Regions from separate parts of the Mus musculus genome. Here regions 2, 3, 4, 5 and 6 are each linked to region 1. A link is a contact called in public promoter capture Hi-C data. All regions are on one chromosome and are shown on one strand. The core of a region is the stretch at or near the end of the contact, and the rest is flanking DNA. Distances in the headings are between cores, read along the strand shown. Region 1 holds the start of Ddx60 (DExD/H box helicase 60). Region 2 holds the start of Klhl2 (kelch-like 2, Mayven). Region 3 holds the start of Msmo1 (methylsterol monoxygenase 1). Region 4 holds the start of Cpe (carboxypeptidase E). Region 5 holds the start of Tll1 (tolloid-like). Region 6 holds the start of Sgo2b (shugoshin 2B).

Evidence for each region. Promoter capture Hi-C pulls out the DNA fragments that hold promoters and counts their contacts. Capture Hi-C pulls out chosen DNA fragments and counts their contacts.
Region 2: a promoter capture Hi-C map of pre-B cells shows a contact between it and region 1. The contact joins the promoter of Klhl2 here to the promoter of Ddx60 in region 1. A contact is called at or near these places in 3 of 39 promoter capture datasets (the C10 cell line, liver and pre-B cells) and 1 of 9 other capture datasets (adipose tissue).
Region 3: a contact with region 1 is called in a promoter capture Hi-C map of adipose tissue, with 2.6 times the contacts expected there. The contact joins the promoter of Msmo1 here to the promoter of Ddx60 in region 1. A contact is called at or near these places in 2 of 39 promoter capture datasets (embryonic stem cells and liver), 2 of 484 Hi-C or Micro-C datasets (CD4 T cells and muscle stem cells), 2 of 115 datasets of contacts at active chromatin or transcription factors (bone marrow-derived dendritic cells and large pre-B cells) and 1 of 9 other capture datasets (adipose tissue).
Region 4: a contact with region 1 is called in a promoter capture Hi-C map of embryonic stem cells, with 9 times the contacts expected there. The contact joins the promoter of Cpe here to the promoter of Ddx60 in region 1. A contact is called at or near these places in 2 of 39 promoter capture datasets (embryonic stem cells and liver).
Region 5: a promoter capture Hi-C map of hippocampal neurons shows a contact between it and region 1, with 4 times the contacts expected there. The contact joins the promoter of Tll1 here to the promoter of Ddx60 in region 1. A contact is called at or near these places in 3 of 39 promoter capture datasets (cranial neural crest, embryonic stem cells and hippocampal neurons) and 2 of 115 datasets of contacts at active chromatin or transcription factors (astrocytes and embryonic forebrain).
Region 6: a contact with region 1 is called in a promoter capture Hi-C map of hippocampal neurons, with 9 times the contacts expected there. The contact joins the promoter of Sgo2b here to the promoter of Ddx60 in region 1. A contact is called at or near these places in 3 of 39 promoter capture datasets (the 3T3-L1 cell line, hippocampal neurons and liver).

The regions. Positions count from the first base shown.
Region 1 is chr8:61,926,714-61,929,699 of GRCm38.p6, forward strand. Ddx60 (DExD/H box helicase 60) reads left to right here and starts at 1,374. Exons shown (of 38, transcript NM_001293783.1): 1 at 1,374-1,563.
Region 2 is chr8:64,848,437-64,851,422 of GRCm38.p6, forward strand. Klhl2 (kelch-like 2, Mayven) reads right to left here and starts at 1,488. Exons shown (of 15, transcript NM_178633.3): 1 at 1,197-1,488. The coding sequence starts at 1,222.
Region 3 is chr8:64,732,138-64,735,123 of GRCm38.p6, forward strand. It overlaps Msmo1 (methylsterol monoxygenase 1), which reads right to left and starts at 1,441. Exons shown (of 6, transcript NM_025436.3): 1 at 1,371-1,441.
Region 4 is chr8:64,691,540-64,694,525 of GRCm38.p6, forward strand. It overlaps Cpe (carboxypeptidase E), which reads right to left and starts at 1,570. Exons shown (of 9, transcript NM_013494.4): 1 at 1,104-1,570. The coding sequence starts at 1,410.
Region 5 is chr8:64,204,451-64,207,436 of GRCm38.p6, forward strand. It overlaps Tll1 (tolloid-like), which reads right to left and starts at 1,558. Exons shown (of 21, transcript NM_009390.3): 1 at 765-1,558. The coding sequence starts at 933.
Region 6 is chr8:63,950,661-63,953,646 of GRCm38.p6, forward strand. Sgo2b (shugoshin 2B) reads right to left here and starts at 1,510. Exons shown (of 8, transcript NM_001195687.1): 1 at 1,278-1,510.

The DNA of each region.
Region 1 (2,986 bases), core at 124-2,623:
TATAATTGTAGACTTTTGACTTGAAAACCCTGTTTTCTCCACCGAGAGCTCTCCTGAGGTGCCAGCTTACTCTTGGTCAGCTGGCTGTGTAAAGAACTCACAGTGCTCACAGTTGGCTTAATAAGCATGGAGATTTGTAACCTGGAGTAGATTATTTCAATTTCATTCCTTGGTTTGTGGTTTTCCATCATCTTCATAGAGTCTTGCTAGAAGACTACATATGTAATCAAATTACCAGCCTGAATTTCTGCCTCTGTCACCACATTAAGAACCTGCTTATGATTATTTTGGGCCCACCTGAGATAATCCACTTATATCATGCTCCTTGGTTTAGGCTATGCGTGCAGTATCTATTACCACAGTTACCACAGTCTCAAGGAATTAGGTCGCTGACTTAAATTGGAGGGAACAGGAAAGGGTGACATTTTCTCACCCAGGAGGACAAAGCCTCAACAAAGCCCAGACACCTCTACCTTTTCAGGTAGTATTTTAATGTAAAGGAGGACAGAAAGGGTGGGACCTTTTCTTACTGTTACCAAGGAAACAGGGGCTAGGTCAAAAGCTGACCATGAGGGAAGGGTCCATTCTTAATGGCCTTCAAAACAATGGATGTTTCTCAAGTTATCTCAACACATTGCATTCTGTTGCTCTTTCCCCATGGATGAGAGTTCTGCCAGTGCCTGACAAAATAGCTTTTGGTCCCATTGTTGTCACGGTCACCCAAATGCAAGAGTCCCCCACTTTCTAGAATTCCAATATTGAAAATAGAATTGTCATATTTAGAGCCTTCCTAAAGTTCAGCAAGCATAGGATACTAAGCAAGCCAGCTTTCAAACCCAAATTTCAGGTATTGACAGGTAAAAAACCAAGCCAAACCAAATCAAACAAAATCAAAGGAAAGAAAAGTTATTAAGGCTGAGATAAAAGTAGGCTCCATTTTCAGCTTGTTTAGTAGTGCCATTCGGCTAAAGAAGATCCCAAATGGATTAATCACAGGCTTCAATAATAGACTCATGTAATCTCAAATTCCTACCTACCTTTAAAATACTACCTGAAAAGGTAGAGGTGTCTGGGCTTTGTTGAGGCTTTGTCCTCCTGCTGTCGTTAGCACAGTAGGAGCAATTGGCACAGCGCCCGGAGTTCTGCTGCTACAGCCTCTCCAATGTTGCCTTGCTTAGATGTCTCCAGATTTCCCTGTCAAATCCTCCTCCTTACCTCAAGAATCCCAAAGCCTCTGGTTTTCCTACCTTAACAGTACTAACTTTACCAAAGGATGCGCAAAGCTGCATTCACCAAATGCTCTTTGATTAGTGATGAATGGAAACCGAAACTTAAAGCTTCTGGGAGCAGAAGAGAAACCGAAACTATCCTTCACTTATAAAAGGCGGCCTGAGAGACTCACAAGTTGCCACTTTTTGGAGCTAGCGATTGGTCTTAGGTCTCCTGTGGTCGACTGTGTGCTTGCTTGTTACCTGCAGCGCGGACCAGCGCGCTCAATACCTGCTGCGCAGACCAGCGGTTCTCTGCACGTAGCAGGTCCAGGTTCCCGGTCTGGGCTTCCCGGTGAGGCCAGGGGGTTGCTTCTGGGCTCGCCAGGGGATTGTAGGGCGTGCCTAGGTCAGAGTATCCCAAAAGAGGAGCTGGAGCGGAGCTGAGGGGACAGCACTAGGAGGTAGCTTTCAATGGGCAGTGGAGCACAGACCCACCTACCCCAGTGGCCAGTACTCGGTGGACCACAGAGGGAAGAGGTCTGAGTGGTGAGTGGCAGGGAAAAAGATGCCTGACTCAGTCTCTTGAGGATCCTTTGTAAACGGGTAGCTGGGATAGGGATCAATAAGTAGGGGCATTGGGGTGTGTGCACAGCCAATAAATGTTGAACATCCCCACCAATAGTTTTTCTCCTAGGTGCCGAATCGAATCGGGGCCCTACTTCAGGCTTCCAGAGCTAGAAGCAGAATGTGAAGAAAAACCCAGATGAATTGTAGTTGCCCTGAAATTGCAGTGGCTAAGACAAGTTATGCTTTACTGCAGAAATGCATCCCCCCACCCAATCTCTTCGTATGCTAGCCCTAGCAGTCTCCCTGGGCTTCCTGGTACTCCCCATGGAACCCAGGTTGGGCCAACTTGGAGTATCCCGCTGCCTCAGTCTCCCTGTTTGAGTCATCTGAGATTTAATGTATTCATGTGTAAGGAGCAGGGATTGATTTTCTGTTTCCTCATCACAAATCAGCACAAACTGAGTTGCTTTAAACACAATAGGTGTTTTATTTTACAGATTCTGTTTAGGCACAGGCTAAGTGCTTTTTGCAAAGCCCAGCATAGAACTCAAGATGTCTGCCAGGGCGGAGCCAGGTTCTGGGTGCTCATTTTGGTTCCTTGAGGTCAGTAAGAAGTCTGGAATTCTCTGATTTCTTGCAAGTTGTTGATTAAGGGTAACTCAGAGTCTGATACCTTCCATTGTCACACTTCAGGTCACTTCTCACAGGTGGCTGTACTTTCCAAGGATATAGGAGGCTTTCTCAATTAACTAACATGCCTCATTACCAGAGAGACTGTCCTGGTAATAAGGGTGTCAGGACGCCCAACATATATATACGTATATACATATATGCATATATATATACATATATACATACATACATATATACATACATACATACGTACATACGTACATACATACATACATATATACATATATGCATATACATATACACATATACACATATTCATATATACACATGTATGTGTATGTATCAGGTCTATCATGTTTTGCAGGATTTTGTGACAATTCTTGTAATTTCTTTTCATAGTGAGTAAAAGAATGAGAAATCAGTAAATAGCTTTTAGATTCACTTTTTAAGTGTGTGTGTTTGTTGATGTGTGGGAATATGCATTTGAGTGCAAATATACTAGGAGTCCAGCGTGGTTGGATCCCTTGTGCTGTTACAACCTGTTGTGAGCCTGTGTACATTCTAGGAACAGAAGT
Region 2 (2,986 bases), core at 238-2,737, 2.9 Mb after region 1:
ACCTGTTCCACTCAAGCTCAAAACACTGCACATACAGAAACTGTGGATCTATCATCCCATGTGATCTCATAAAAGGACTCAAAATACAAAATACAAAAAGAACAAGAAAAAGAAATGTTCAGCCCAAACCAAATATCCTTATTTTAGCTGGAATCCTGCCAAATAGGCACAAGAGGCTGGTGACGACAACGGTGATAGAAGGAAACTGGCTAGCCGAATCTCATTGAAAACCGATAAGGTTCCATGAATCAGATCGAATGAAAAGGTTCACCCTTTTTGGAGAGAGGTTTGTCTGCGGTTTGAAAGTCAGATCCAAAGGACTCTGTACTCCTTCATAAAGGTTAAACTGATGAAGGTGGCGTGGGGTGGGAGTGGGGGTGGGGAGGACGAAACGTTCAAACTCCCGAAGATTTACAGGCCACTTTTTCAAAAAACAAAAATCCTTGTACAGAATAACATCTTCCACATGATTTTTTTCTTTAAAGCTCTTATTTCTAGAAAGTAATTTTGTTGCAGGTGATCTTGAATGCACTTGGGCACCAAGGAAAAAAGACACCTGTGCCTAACAGGTCGGTAACACTACCAACGTGCCCCGGGTACCAAGGGAACGAGAGATGCTCTGATTTCTGGATAAAAGATTTTCTGCAGTGCCAGGTAGGAGATCACATGCCCTAAAACGGCCGCAGCTCATTTGGAGTGATGTAAAAGCTCCTTGGATATTAATTTTATTAGAAATTCCAAGAAGCAAGCAACCTCAGATTGCATTCATTTTAGACTCCAGGCGTCTGGTACTTTCCAGTTTCCTCTCGCTCCCTACTAGCAAGGGGTAGGCGAGATGGGCAGCAGCAGCCCATGCATTCCGGGGAGGGGGGAGGTGGGGTACCGACAGGGCGATCGTAGCCCACCACCACCACCACCACCACTCCCCGCGCGCGCACACCCCGCCAAGCCCCACGCACAGCTCCATCCCGAACGTTCAATTCGCCCCGGGACTAAGAAGCCCCTACCCACGGCCGGCCGGCCTGGCAGAGTCCGGTCCCGCGGTCGCCCCCCGGACTGCGGGCGCCGCGCCCCGTCACGCCCCGCGCCTCCCCTCGCCCGCCACCCCCCGCGATCGCGGCGTGTCCTCCGCAGCGCCGCGCGCCCTCCGCAACCGTACAGCCCTCCGCCGCGCGCCCGGGCGCCCGCTCACTCACGCGGGAGGCAGTGGCGGCGTCTCCATTGTGGCTCCTCGCGGGCTTCAGAACGCAGGCAGCGACCGCCGCCGCCAGCACCATACCAGCCGCGGACGCCGGCACTGTCCGCCCGCCCAGCCCCGTTCCATCCGCCCCGAGGGGGCGCAGCGCTCCTCACCGCGCGCCACCACCTGCGGCGGCGGCCCCCGCGGCCATGGCCCGTCGGCCCCGCGCGCTCGTGTGCCTGGCGCGGCTCCCGCGCTCCCCCGAGTGCCGGGCGGCGACGGCGGCGGCGGCGGCGGCGGGACAGGCGAGCGGGCGAGCGTGCTGCTCGGCCACTTCCGGGTTCTCCCGGCCGGCGCCGGCGCCGTGACGGGCGGGCGCTGCGGCCTCCCGCGGCGGAGGGACCCCTCCCTCGGCGCCGCCCCTTCCTCCGCGGCGTCTGGAGGAGGAGGCGGCGGGCGGACGGGCGAGCGCGCGCCCGCGGGGGAGGGAGTAGACCCGGGGCCGAGGCTGGGAGCTCGGAGGCGGGGAGGGCTCGCGCGGAAGGGGTGCTCTCCGGTGCACCGCTTGCTCTGATTCACCGGTGTGTTCACATCCTTGTCTTGGCGTCCGAGTGCCTCCCCCACCCCCGTGGGGATGCGGGGGAGGGCAGACCATTCACTGCCTTTCCGAAGGGGGAAACCGAGGCAAGACGAGATAGATCGGCCTGACCAGTGTCCCAAGCCCGAAGCTAGCGGGCGTCTTTCCTGGGTGTTCCTAATCTGGTCCTTGGACAACTGAGTTGAGCACCTGCTAGGCTGAGCTTGGGGACGTGACTGAGCAAACGTGGGTCGTTTAGCTTAGCTAGCTGCCCATCTGGACGTGATAAGAGAAACAATGAGCCCAGGATGTCCACTGGGAAGAAGAAGAAACGGCGGTGAGATAGGGCGTGCTGTTTGATGAGGAACGGTCCGGAAGGCCTCTTGGGGTATCAGTTAAACAAAGATGAATTAACATGAACCTTGAACCACTCAAGGGGTGGGTGAATGTCCAGGGCTAAGGCAAAATCAGTGAAGATCCCTGTCAGCAAGATGCCTGTCACATTGAGAAAAGGCAGGAGGGTTCCGAATTCTCCACCAATGCCTGCTAGCGGAAGAAACACCTGGGAACTTAGAGATGGGAATTCTTCAGTTCCACTCCAAACTTACTGTCTAGGCACCCTCGGGGTAGAGCCAGGATTCCAGGCTTGAAGGAAGGCAAGGTCTGAGACTCTCTACTTACTGTAACTGAGGCAGTACTAGACCATTACTGGCCAAATGGTTACCGTTAGTTGTATAAGTGATACACTCGCGGAGGGAAGGGAGCAGGCAAGTTTAGTCTAGCCAAAATACAAAAGAAAGATGGCTGAACTGGAGTCAGAGGGATTGAAAGAAGTGGTCAGATTCTAGATGATAAAGTGCTCAGTAAGAATTCCGATGGATTAGGCTTCAGGAGAAGTAGCGTCCGGAGTGAACTTAAATTTGGAAGTTGACCCATGTAGATCGTATGTACAGTCACAAGACTAGTTGAAATAAGCTCTGTAATGTAGCTACAGAAAAGACCAAGACATGATCCCTGGGCCACTCCAGCATCACACGAACGGAGTGCTTGCCTGAGGGAGCACAAGGCTCCATCCCTAGCACTGCCAATAAGTACTTAAATAAAATAATTGCAAAAGTGTTGGTGTGTGCTTATAATCCCCGCACTCAGGAGGCCAAGAAAGGGTGCTCAGTGGTGACTTGTTTTAATAAAGAAAATATGCCTTGCCGTGATTAATATCTCTGCATCGT
Region 3 (2,986 bases), core at 191-2,690, 2.8 Mb after region 1:
GCTTACCCAGGCCCCCTGAAAAGGCTGCTCACACTGGCGGTATGTTCTCACTCCCCATCGTTTTCTATTTCTATCCGTATGCTCAACTTACTCTTAAAAAAAATTTCACAAAGTGCCCCAGGTCTGTCTGTCTCTCTCTCTCTCTCCTCTCTCTCCTCTCTCTCTCTCTCTCTCTCTCTCTCTCTCTCTCTCTCTCTCTCTCTCTCTCTCTCTCTCTCTGCCTGTCTCTCTGTGTCTCAAGATCTGTGTCTTAAGTTGGGCTTAAAACTATGAAACTAAGGACGACCTTGAACTCCTGATACCCTGCTGAGATTACCAGTGTTCGCCCACACACTCAGCAACCATCAAGATTTGACATTTCTCCATTTGACATTTTTCCTAGTCTCATGGAATGCTGGTTGATACCCATCATCTGTAACTCTTATCCTGATTTAGATTCTGATTACCCAAAAGGCTGCTGGCCTGGATCAAACTTGAATGCATCCTACAGTGCCTCAGGTGCCCATCGCAAACACGCTTTAATGCCTAACTTGAGAAACTTCATCACCTCCAAAAGAGCTGTTCTAGTCTCTAACTCGGCATCCTCGACTAAGTCTCCCAACTTCCACACAATGCTGAGACAGCGTTCAGTTACCTCAAGTTCACGCTCCGTAATGAGGAGAGGAAAACAGGGCATGTAGTTTTAAACAAAGTGTCAGATAAAGTGATCAGACAGGAGAGGGGAAAGCAGGCTTTGCTGAAATGAATATCCTGCCTTTTCAGTTTTGAGCAGCCTGCTTGCCTGGAAATTCGATCTGAATCAGGTAGACTAGATCCTCGGATTTCAAAAAATAAAAAGGATGAAAAAAAAAATGTATTCGTAGGATAACTTAACTCCTGGCTGACGATCCCAGCCCCTCTTTCGGCACTGCAGCTTAGAGAAGCCTTAGGCACAGGGTCAGGATCCATTTAAACATAAGTTTAAACCTTCATGGTTCAAGCGCGGGTAATTCTCCTAATGTGAAGCCCAGACCTCTCGTCCATGCACCCCTCTCTCACATGGAGCCACATCCTACAATACCTCTGGGACAGCTTCCTAGATCCACAAACACAGAACACACCCTACTCCCCCACTTGGTGATGGTGTTTTTGTAAAAAGTTTTTAAGACTCAAGTCAATGAACCAGACTCCAGGTGATTGCAAACTCTTTAAAGGGCAGGAAGTGTTGTCATTCCAGTTGCATCACTTGAGAACCTAGGCTCCTTGCCTGGAGTCTCGCACAGCCCACCCAGGTTCTTCCCACCGCATCCTTACCGGCCTCAGCCGGACACCACCCTGCTGGTCCCCGTCTCAGTCGCCCTCCACCCGGATCAGGCTAGAGAGCGCCTTACCTGGCGTCCCCGCGACAGACAGCGGTCTAAGCGCAAGTCCTGGCAGGTGCAGCGGCCTCCTCACTACCTCTGCCGGCTCAGGGGCAGGGCCCGGAGGCCGGGCCCCGGCTCGCCTGTCGTAATTGGTCCGCCCCACTCCCGCCCTGCCTTCGCCGTGCAGTGATTGGTCCGTGCTAAGGCCCGGCAGCGTGTGACTCAAGTCAACGAAGCCCTAGCGGCGCCAGTCATTGGCTGCGCGGATGGAGTGAGAATAGTGAGACCCGCGCGGCCAGCCAGTCGTCCGCGCGGCAGCGCAGCTGGAGGCGGGGCGCCGCGCGAGCGCGTGACGGCGTGACGGGGCGGGGCAGCCGCGCGGACCCGGCGTCGCCTTGGCAACCAAGCGGTGGGTTCCTAGGCGCCCAGTGCTGTGGGTGCGCTGGGTTGTAGCATCTTGCTACTCACATTGGCTTGGCTTCATCCAGAACCCGGGGAAAAAAGTGGTATATATGTTTTAAAGACTGATTTGAGTTTTTGGTCTTGCTTTCCTGTAGTTTATTCTGGATTTCGATCTTTCTTTTTTTTTTGAAAATGACACTTATTTCTTATTATTTATACTAGTATGAATACTACATTTATTTTCACTTTAAACTGGTCCACATATCATATAGTTTAGTTATAATAGTTTGAATTCCATTATAAATAATTAATTTTTACATACTAAATTTATTCTTCAAATTTATTAATGTATCCTTTTTCTTACACTCACAGAGCCAGAGACACAGAAAGCTAGAGAGACAGAGAGATAGACAGATAGGTATGATGGGGCTTGAGGGAGTTATAGTTGGGGAATGAGGGGAAAATATGGTCAAGATAAACTGTATAGATGGATGACATTTTCAAATAATATAAAATAATAAAAACAAAATCAGTGATGTAAGTTGGATTTTTTTTAGGCTACCCTGGAGTTTTTAAAAAAATCACTTTCTAATATTTATTGTAATCAGATTAATAAAACTAGGAATTAAATTTTCATGTTAATAATATTTTTGAGACATAAATATGAAAATGATATTAAGGTAACCTGACAATTTATATGTAATGGACAATTTTGTGTATTAGATTTCGATCTTCCTTAAGACAGGTCTCGAGTTATAGTCTGGCCTTTGAGCTGGATACGTAACCTAAGGACGGCCTTGACCTCTAGTCCTCAGGCCTTGGATCATCCATCTTGCCCCCCACGTACTTTAATAAGTGAAGCTTTTTTCAAAGTTCTATTCTTTTTATCTCATTTAGTGTCTGTCTGTGAGTGTGTGTTCACAAGGGGAGTTTGTGCTTCCTTCTGCTTTGTGCTGCTGAGGGTTAACCTCATACGCTCAGGCTTGTGCTGACTGAGCCTGGCAACTATCTTTTAATAAATCTCTGCACATGGACCATAGGGTACTAGTGCAATATAGATCCTGCAATAGCTGAGGGATGCCAGCATTTCCCGTGTTGCAGATTGAGAACAAAGCTCAGAGAGGCTAGGGGGAGGGGCACATGTATGCTGAGGCCCTGGCAAGGCAGCTCAGGGGTAGAGTTTATGCTTAACATTCTAGGGGGCTGAGTTCCACAGGTAGAAATTGGTTCTAAGTCAAGGG
Region 4 (2,986 bases), core at 320-2,819, 2.8 Mb after region 1:
GACTACAAATTCAAGGCCAATCTAATGAACTAGAAACCCAGGGAGGAAAAAAAGGGGAGGGGGCGGGGAGAGATGAAGGAAGGGAGACTTCTCCTGTCCTGCACTGAGAATTTTTAGCCTGGCTTTTGTGTTTTCCTCGAGAAATCAAAAGCATTCCATACTGATTCCGGCGCTTTAACCAGGCCTTCATTACCAACAGAAAGGCCAGGACCAAATTCTTTCTGAAGAGCATAAACATAACCCAAAAAAGATCCCAAAACATTGCTTAAAATATCTTTTTAATACTAAGCCTTTAATACAAATCAAAACGTGCTTGAACATACTCTGACGGAAAATGCCTAACAAGATGACTGCAGGAGATAAAACGTGATCAATCGTGAACTAGTCATCTCAGAGTGGTTAAAGCACGCGGGGAGGGGTGGGGGTGGGGGGGTACTGTTGTTTTCCCTTAGTAAGGCCATGCATGGTTTCAGAATCTGTATGCCTGTTAGAAACCATCTTTTTCTATCCTGGTAGGAAGATCTACATATATGCACACCACACGACATCTAGATCATCAATATCCTTTTTAAAATTCGCCAGCATCCCCAGAGAGTGCACCTAACGCTCACACAAACACAGAGGAAGGTAGGAAGAGCTGCAGCACCCAATAAGCTGGTCCTTTGGAAATTCTCAAATGATAAAAGCCTCTTTCCTGGCTCCTCTGAGACCTCCTTCCTGGCTCCTCTCCTTCTGCACCTTATTTTTCACTCGTGTCTGAGGGGAAGGTGTTTGCCTTCCTGAGAACTCACAATTTTATTCTGTTTAGAGTTTGACCCATCTGTGACGGTGAGCACCGGGGACTCAGCTCTGGGATTTGCTTGCCTGTTATTCCTGTCCCCGTGCCTCCAGCCCCCCTCTAGCCTATGTTCACAAAAAAAAAAAAAAAAAAAACAAAAAAACAAAAAAAAACGGGTCGGAGATGCGAACGATAGGGAGAGGCTGGTGCTCGTTTCCTTCCCACTTTCCACCTTCCATCCAGGCATCCTCCACCGGGAAGCAACTTGGGGCCCACCTCTCCTTCTTCCCGTCCCCGGAGCCCCTGCAGCGGGCAGAGCACTTACCCGGCTCATGGACCCCGGGGTTGTCAGACAGCTCGATGACCAGGAGCTCCCGGCCCTCGAAGCTGCGCCCCACTGTGTAGATTCTGCTGATGGCGGTGCACTGCAGCCATACGGACACCAGCGCCTCGCGCAGCTCTGGATAGCGGTGGTACTCGAAGGAGATGCCGTCCTCTTGCTGGAGCCGCCGGCGGCGCCTCATGCCAGCCGCTGGCGCCCCGGGCTCCTGGGCTTCAGCCGTCAGCAGCCACCCGCCGGCCACCAGCGCGGCACACAGCGCCAGCAGCACCCGTCCTCCGCGCCCGGCCATCGCGTCCCCGCGAGCTGCACTGCCGGCCTCTTTTGTCTGCCCGGGCCCGGGTGGAGTTGGCGAGCTCAGCACCAGCCTCCTCTCGCCTCACCTTCCACCGCTCAATGAACGGTGCGCTCTGGGGCCACCCAGAGGACAGCGGCGACGCGACGGCTCTGCGCGCTGCACTACCCGCCCCGGGGAGCGGGAGCCAGGAGGCTAGGCACAGGCGAAGCAGCCGCCAGGGATGTTGGGTTTATTTCTTGGTTCAGACCCACGTCAAAAGCCAAATGGCGCCAGGGACCACGCAGGTGGAATGACAGCTAAGACCTTGACTTAGGAAGGCTATTGTTAATGAGAGGGAACCACGACCCAAGATCATCCTTGTAGAAAACACATTCTTGGGTTGTTAACAGGGCCTTTTGATTTCCACCTAGATGCATCAGAATGCGGGGTGGGGGTAAGAAACAACCCGCTGCTTGCCTGGACATCACTGCAATAGTGGAAACTTAAGGGATGCGATTTCATCTACAGCAAGGTCTGGCTAGAAGCCAGAACACTGTGTTTTGATTTAAAGGTGCTTTCTACCAATTTACAGATCCTGCATTTAATTGTATTCAGACACACTCCAAAACCTTTCTAGGGGGAAAAAAAAAAAAGAAATGGGATAAGACGGTGTCCTTTACAAGCAGGACCTATACCACTCATCTTCTGTGATATCCTGGAAAAAAAAAAAAAGACTCTGCTCATGAATTAGACAAAGGATTTCGTTTGGCATTCTGATTCAATCCTGAAATAGAGAAAAATCCGATACAGACAAATGATATATATTGTCATCCCTTTCACAAAGTGACTGCAAACGGATAAAATCATGGGCTTAAATGAGCACCCTTGGGCAGGGCTTGTGTTTTTGGAGCAACATCTGCAGCAGATGTTACTCTACAAAGGTTGCCATTTGGGTGTAACATCAGCACGGATCTGAACACGTGATCATTGAGTATGACCACCAAAAAGAAAGACTGAATGAAGACCAGCTGGGGAATGTTTCATGAGGGACATTTTCCCTCGGATGCCTCTTTCTCTGCTGTCTAATAATACCCTGTCCTGAATAAATCTGTCACCTGGAAAGGAAAGGAATCCAGGTCTATAATAGTTTCATTAGGTTTGTTGTTGGTTTGTTGTTGTTGTTGTTGTTTTAACTGAAGTTTGAAACAGTGGAAGTGCCTTCTCCTACTGACTCCTTGGTCTCAGGAGCAGCTAGAGGACAAAGGGAGTCCAGCTGCTTAGAAAGTGATATTAGCAAGACAACAGGTCGTCATATGGCCTCTGTGGCTCTCAGAAGTCCCCCTGTCTCCGAAAGCTGACCTGTGACAGACATGGCCGCCCACACCTCACCCACCCCATTCCCACCCCTGAGAAATCCTAACCAACCAGAGTGCTATAACTAAGGCACAGAATGTTACCAGCACTGAGTGAAGAAGGCAGGCAAAAATTGTCTGTCACACATTCAGGAACAAACGTAGACCAAAAAGGGGAGCAACTGTAGGCATCCAGCTCATCTTGAGAATTTCACAAATAAAATAAGTATTACTGTCTC
Region 5 (2,986 bases), core at 308-2,807, 2.3 Mb after region 1:
ACGCGTGGTGGCGCCGGCTCGTGGAAGCAGAGAGCTACTCTCTGGTGTTCCCGGCCCGGCGGGGTGAGCCCGCGGGCTTCAGGGAGTGTCAGTGCCTCTGCAGCTCCGGAGAGTACTTCCAGGAAGACACAAATTTGAATGGGGTAGCAACTTGGTATAAATATTATTAGATTTAGTTTTAAATGGGAGAAAAATAACTGGGATCTTATCTACAACTGAGTTCTTTTAAGGTTGTCACAACACCCTTCTGGTCTGGAACTCACACTTAAACTCTTGGTAAAACAAGGAGTGTCCAGAGGCAGAGATGCCATCTCCACCCACCTTTTGGAAAACTCTGCCTACTCGGATATGAACAAACTCTGGGAAACCTCGTCCTGGAACAGCGGAGGTCTTGTCCCTTCCTGGTGCATTGAACCCGCTGCGTGCTGGCATTTAAAACCCACAGAAGCCAGCTGTGTTTATGACTTGTTTAATTTCACAGGGGATGGGGGAGGGATCAGAAACTACAGGACGGGACGTTTGCCTTAAGCGATGGGGGACCAGTGCTTGGCATCTGATCCTACTAGCACAGAACTCCAGGGAACTTGGGCCGCCGCGCAGGGTGGAGAGCCGGGAGGAAAAAGGAGAGGGAGAGAGGAGGGGCAACGATGGAGGGGCTGAGCAGGAGAGAAGGAAACAGGTGAGCTCTCATTGCCTCTTGAAGGAGATTCCAACGTCTTGGTCCCCAGCAGCGCACCACAGTCCCAACTTAGACAGGCACTTACCAGCTTTGCACGGGTCCTTGTAATCTATAGGCTCCGTTTTGTCCTCTTCGTTCCCATCAAAAGTGTAATCATAATCGAGGCCAGCGCAGACCCACAGCACCCGGGAGAAAACAATACCCGAGACCACCAACCACAGGAGCATCCTCGGGGAGAGCGCTTGCAAACCCATCCTCCTCCCCTAGAGGAAAAGGAGGGGACCAGACCCGGAGGGCCGCGTGGATATGCGGGGCTCTAGGGACAGTGTTCTTATCCCGACTGGGAAGCTCCTCGGAAAGACCTGAATGTTCAGGTGTCCGGAGACATGCGGATGTCTTCAGGACGCTAGAGAGGGCAAATGTCTCCCTGTCTCCCCCGGATGCTGGGGAACTTGGCCGGGGGCCCGCGGGTGGGCGGAAGGCAGGTGAGGAGCTCGGCGCAGGGCAGCCGCAGCCAACCCGGCTCGGTCTAGGTCGTCCTTCCAGCGGTCGAACTTCCCGCGATCACGACCGGCCGCGGCGAGAGGCGCACGGCGGGCTCAGCTGCCACCGGAGCTCCGGCTCCCGCGCCGCGCCCCCGCCGCTGTCAGGACCCCGCGGCCGAGAGCGAGCTGCAGCCGCCTGCGCCCGCCGCTGCCACCGCCGCTGCTCGGGGAAGATGAATCCGGTCTGCACATCAGCACATCTGAACTGAAAGGGGAGACCGAGGAAGGGGGTGGGGGATAGGCATTTCTACGCCGCCAGACCTTAAAAGCCTGCCGAAGCTAGGGAAGCTCCCGACTGCCCGGAGAGCAAAGGGGTGTGAGGATTTGGAGTGCCTCTTTCCCCCCCTCTAGGCTGTCTTTTTACCCTCTTCCTAACTTGAAAAAAAAAAAAATCTTCGCAGCATCTAACCCAATCACTCGCATCCTGCTTACTTATTCATACAATCAGGGTCAGGATCCGGGCCACAGCCTCCTCTCTGACTTCGTTTGATAGCCTTATACAAACAAACAGACACGAGCGCGCTGACATTTCCATTTCTATTTTACTAAAGATAAAAAACCGAATGCATTCCGCATTTGCGTCCACGAACAGCAATTAATAGATGAGGTACGTGTCAGTGCAGAGCGCCAGACCGGGGGTGGCGCGAGGGATCGTGACAACTTCGCTGCAAATCTCTCTATCTTGCCCCCACCCCACCCCCAGATAAATAGGCGATGTGTGTTTCTTTCCCTTGCTGCTGTTTAACCTTCCTACCTCAAGAGTGGAAGGAAAAGTATCTGACCTTTCTCTGTTTGGGTAAGAAAACAGGCATCTGTGCAAAGGCAGTCTCCTAACCAACAAAGTTTTACTAAGAACTAGAGAAATTAATTTTTTTTAAAAAAAATCGAGTTCCAGATCGCACCAGCAGGAAACGCTAAGCCCTCGCTGATGGGCTGGAGCTAGGGCTCACGTGGGCGCAGGAAGGGAAGTTGGAATACTCGCCTCGCAAATTTTCTGACAGTTCTGGCGCCCATGCCCAGCGCCTCCTAGTACCCTTCGGCTTCACTTGTTTGATTTCCTCCCTAGGACAGGGTGTAAGAGCCGGCAGCTGGATCAGAGAGGTAAACCACTCCTCAGCCTAGCAGACTCAAGACAAACACAGGTTGTGGGAAATTGGGGAAGGGAAAAAAAAATCAGAGGAAATCTCTGCAAAAAAGCCCCTGGTGTGAGCAATTCCGAGGTTTCCCCACATCTGTAAGTAGTTTCCAAAATAGGTGAGACGACTTCCCCCACCCCCAAGCTTCCGGGAGCCCAGAGAGCTGAGAGCTTTCCTTTTCTAACAATATCTTTTACTGTCACTTTAGCAGGGACTGTCTTCTGGTGCCTTTGTATCTTTATTAGAGGAACCCATCTCTATTCCAAGTAGCCATTTAGGCAAAAGTAAGGAGCCAGGGAGCCATGAATATCGGAATCCTCTGTCTGTCTGTCTGTCTGTCTGTCTGTCTGTCTGTCTGTCTTTGCCTATCTGTCTCTCTTAGGATAGGAAAAAACCACCTTTGGCTTGGAGATGCGACTACTCTATACTTGCTGCAGAAAAGCAAGCAGATAATCTGGACAACATACTGTTTTCTACTTGAAGGAAAAGGGTAGGAGGTAGACTGGAGGTGATTGTTTCTCGCTTGGCAAAGTTGGAGTTTCTTGATGACCACTACAATGATGACCTCTGCCTGTAGATCTTAAACATCTAATCCTGACATACAGAGCAGACCCAGACCGCGGGTT
Region 6 (2,986 bases), core at 260-2,759, 2.0 Mb after region 1:
GGATGGAAATGGAGAGGAGCCTACAGAAAAGAAGGTCCAGCAACAGGCCCAAAGTGGGATCCAGCTCAAGGGGAGGTCCCAAGACCTGACACTATTACTGAGGCTATGGATCGCTCACAAAAAGGGACCTATCATGACTGCACCCTGAAAGATCCAAGCAGTTGAAAGAATCAGAAGCAGATATTTGCACCCAACCAATGGACAGAAGCAGCTGCCCCCTGTTGTTTGATTAGGGAAAGGCTGGGAGAAGCTGAGGAGAAGGATGATCCTGTAGGAGGACCAGCAGTCTCAATTAATCTGGACCCTGGAGATCTCTCAAACACTGGACCACCAACCAGGCAGCATACACCAGCTGATATGAGACCCCCAACACACATACAGTAGAGGACTTCCAGGTCTGTGTTCATTCAGAGATGATGCACCTAACCCTCAAGAGGCTGGAGGCCCCAGGGAGTTTAGAGGTCAGCTGGGGTGGGGGTATCCACGTGGAGATGGGGTGGGGTGGGGTGTGGAGGAGGTGTGGAATGTGGAGCAGTTGAAGGGTGGGGAGGGGCGGGGAATAGAATATGGAGTGTAAAAAATGAATTACAGGTAAAATTAAGTAAATAAATGTGAAGACATGAAAGGACTTTTCAGTAGAAAACAATCTGCCCCATGTTAAAATGGTCATGTTTGAAAGCATTAAGCAGATGTGGAAAGAAAGGTGTCAAGCAATTGACAGAAGATGGCTTGGGGGATGAATTTCTGCAACAGGGAGGAAGTTTCCTCCCAACATTTCAACATTAAAGTTCAATTTTTCTGAAGTTTTGCCCAAAGGAAAACGTAAAACTGCAGGGAAGTAGGTAGGCTAAATGCTGGTTTTCACCTCGCAATCTGAGCAGAGAAGCAAGGAGGCTAACTGCAGATCTTCAAATTTCCCTACTTCAAATGCCCCAGACTCATCCACAGCTGTGTGGCAGATCTTCTGCTGTGACCTCTTCTTATCCTCTGACCCCACTTCCCAGGGCGGGGAAATAAACAGACCCTGATGGAACAACTCTCCTTTCCTCCCTCCCGTGGACCCCCCCCCCCCCCCCGCCATGCCATCCCCTAGCTTATAGCGCCTCTCTATTCCTTAAGTGTCAGCTCCCAATACCCAGATCTGAGCCAAGCTTTTAGTTCTGTTCTAAACAAGCTAGGCAGAGGCCCTGCCTGGAGATAGCATCCGTATCTACACGCAAGCAGCCTTTTCAGACCTGGTCACGGGGACCTAGATCCCTTTCCCTCCCAATACTGACCTGAAAGCTACTGTGACCGTCTGCCCAGCTAGGAGCTCAAAGGCAGAACAGAGGTTAGCGCCCTGATCCAAAGCCAGCACCGCGTCCGGCCTCAGCGTCCGGGCCCTCCAAGCCGCTGCAGGAGGTGCCAGGAGTAGCTGCTGAGAAGGGTTCGGGCTCCGCAGGCCTCGCTATCCCCGCAGCCTGGCGACCCCTTCAGCTGTGGGTGCCCACACTTGCCTGAGGACCTCGACAATTCCCGAAGCCTAGGAGTCAGGTTTAAACTCAGCGGGAGACAGCAGTAGCCTCTCCAGCCAATCAGATTCAGAGAAGGCAGCACATAGGTGAAAGATGTAAGAGGCGGGATGCCCTGTAAGCTCTGAGTGGTGCTCCCTGAGCCGAGCCGGGATGCTACCCGCTGCCGCTGCCGCTGCCGGAGAAGGTTCTCAGTGCCTCTCTGAACCTGTGATAGCCATCTCCACCAGCTCTAACAGAAAAGGCGACGCCATGGATAAGTCTGACACCCTAAGGGTTGACAGGCATCTCAAGACCTTCTCAGGACTTTGTGTTGCTCACTGTGAGATTACTTGTCTGAATCTGGTTTCTGCACCCTTGCCCTCCAATCGTGATGTATGTATGTGTGTGTGTGTGTGTGTGTATATATTTATTATATATATATATATATATATAATTTTGAGAAAGGATTTTTAAAAACTGCTCTAATCCATTATGTTAAAAATACAAATAGAAGCCAGGCAGTGGTGGCACACTTGGGAGGCAGAGGCAGTCATATTTCTGAGTTCGAAGCCAGCCTGGTCTACAGAGTGAGTTCCAGGACAGCCAGGGCTATACAGAGAAACCCTGTCTTGAAAAACCAAAATATATAAATAAATAGATAAATAAACAGATACAAATAGGGAGTTTAGAGGTTATGAGCATTTGTTACTCCTACAAAGCAAGCTTTTGTTTACAAAAGCAGAAACAGTGATTTTTGTTAAAGTCGTACAAGACCAGAAAATTACAAAGATTAGCCCTTAAGAACCATTGACATTTGGATGTCCAATTTTGCTTTATAGTTCTCTTAAGCACACACACACACACACAAATTAAACTTTTTTCTTTATGGAATTCTCTTTTAAATTTGGGAATTATTATAGGATTAGTTATTTTCCTTCTGTTTCTTCTTCCAGCCATCTTCAAGCACTTAGGGTCTTCTATCAGGACTGCTCTAAGGGAAATATATACGCTTCATTTATATTTCAAAGGGAAGAGATGTCAGAAGCCATAATGAGACAAGCTAAATACTAGCAGGTGATCATCCTGAAATGGCCTGCTTCAGATTATTATATAATCTGCAACAGGTGAGCCCTTATTAAGCAAGGCTGTAAGGGACTCATTTTAGGAAAGAGTCCTGCTATTAATATGTTTTCCTGTTATTATTAAACATACATAATAATCAGTAAGTAATAGCACAGCCCTTTGGAGCAGATCTCTGCAGATTCACTAAGATGTACTAGCTTATAGTGATGCTACGTAGAAAAATAAATGACTTAAGTCTTAATAATGATCCTATAAGAATTCCTAAAATTATATCTGTGATTATTAAGCTCTTTTATAATGGAACTGCTATTAGGTCCTTTTCTGATAGTCACAGGTGCAATGAGAACTCTGCCAGTCTCCCAAGTGTCACCACTTAATTACTCTTAGATGATAACCAGATTTTCTCCTAC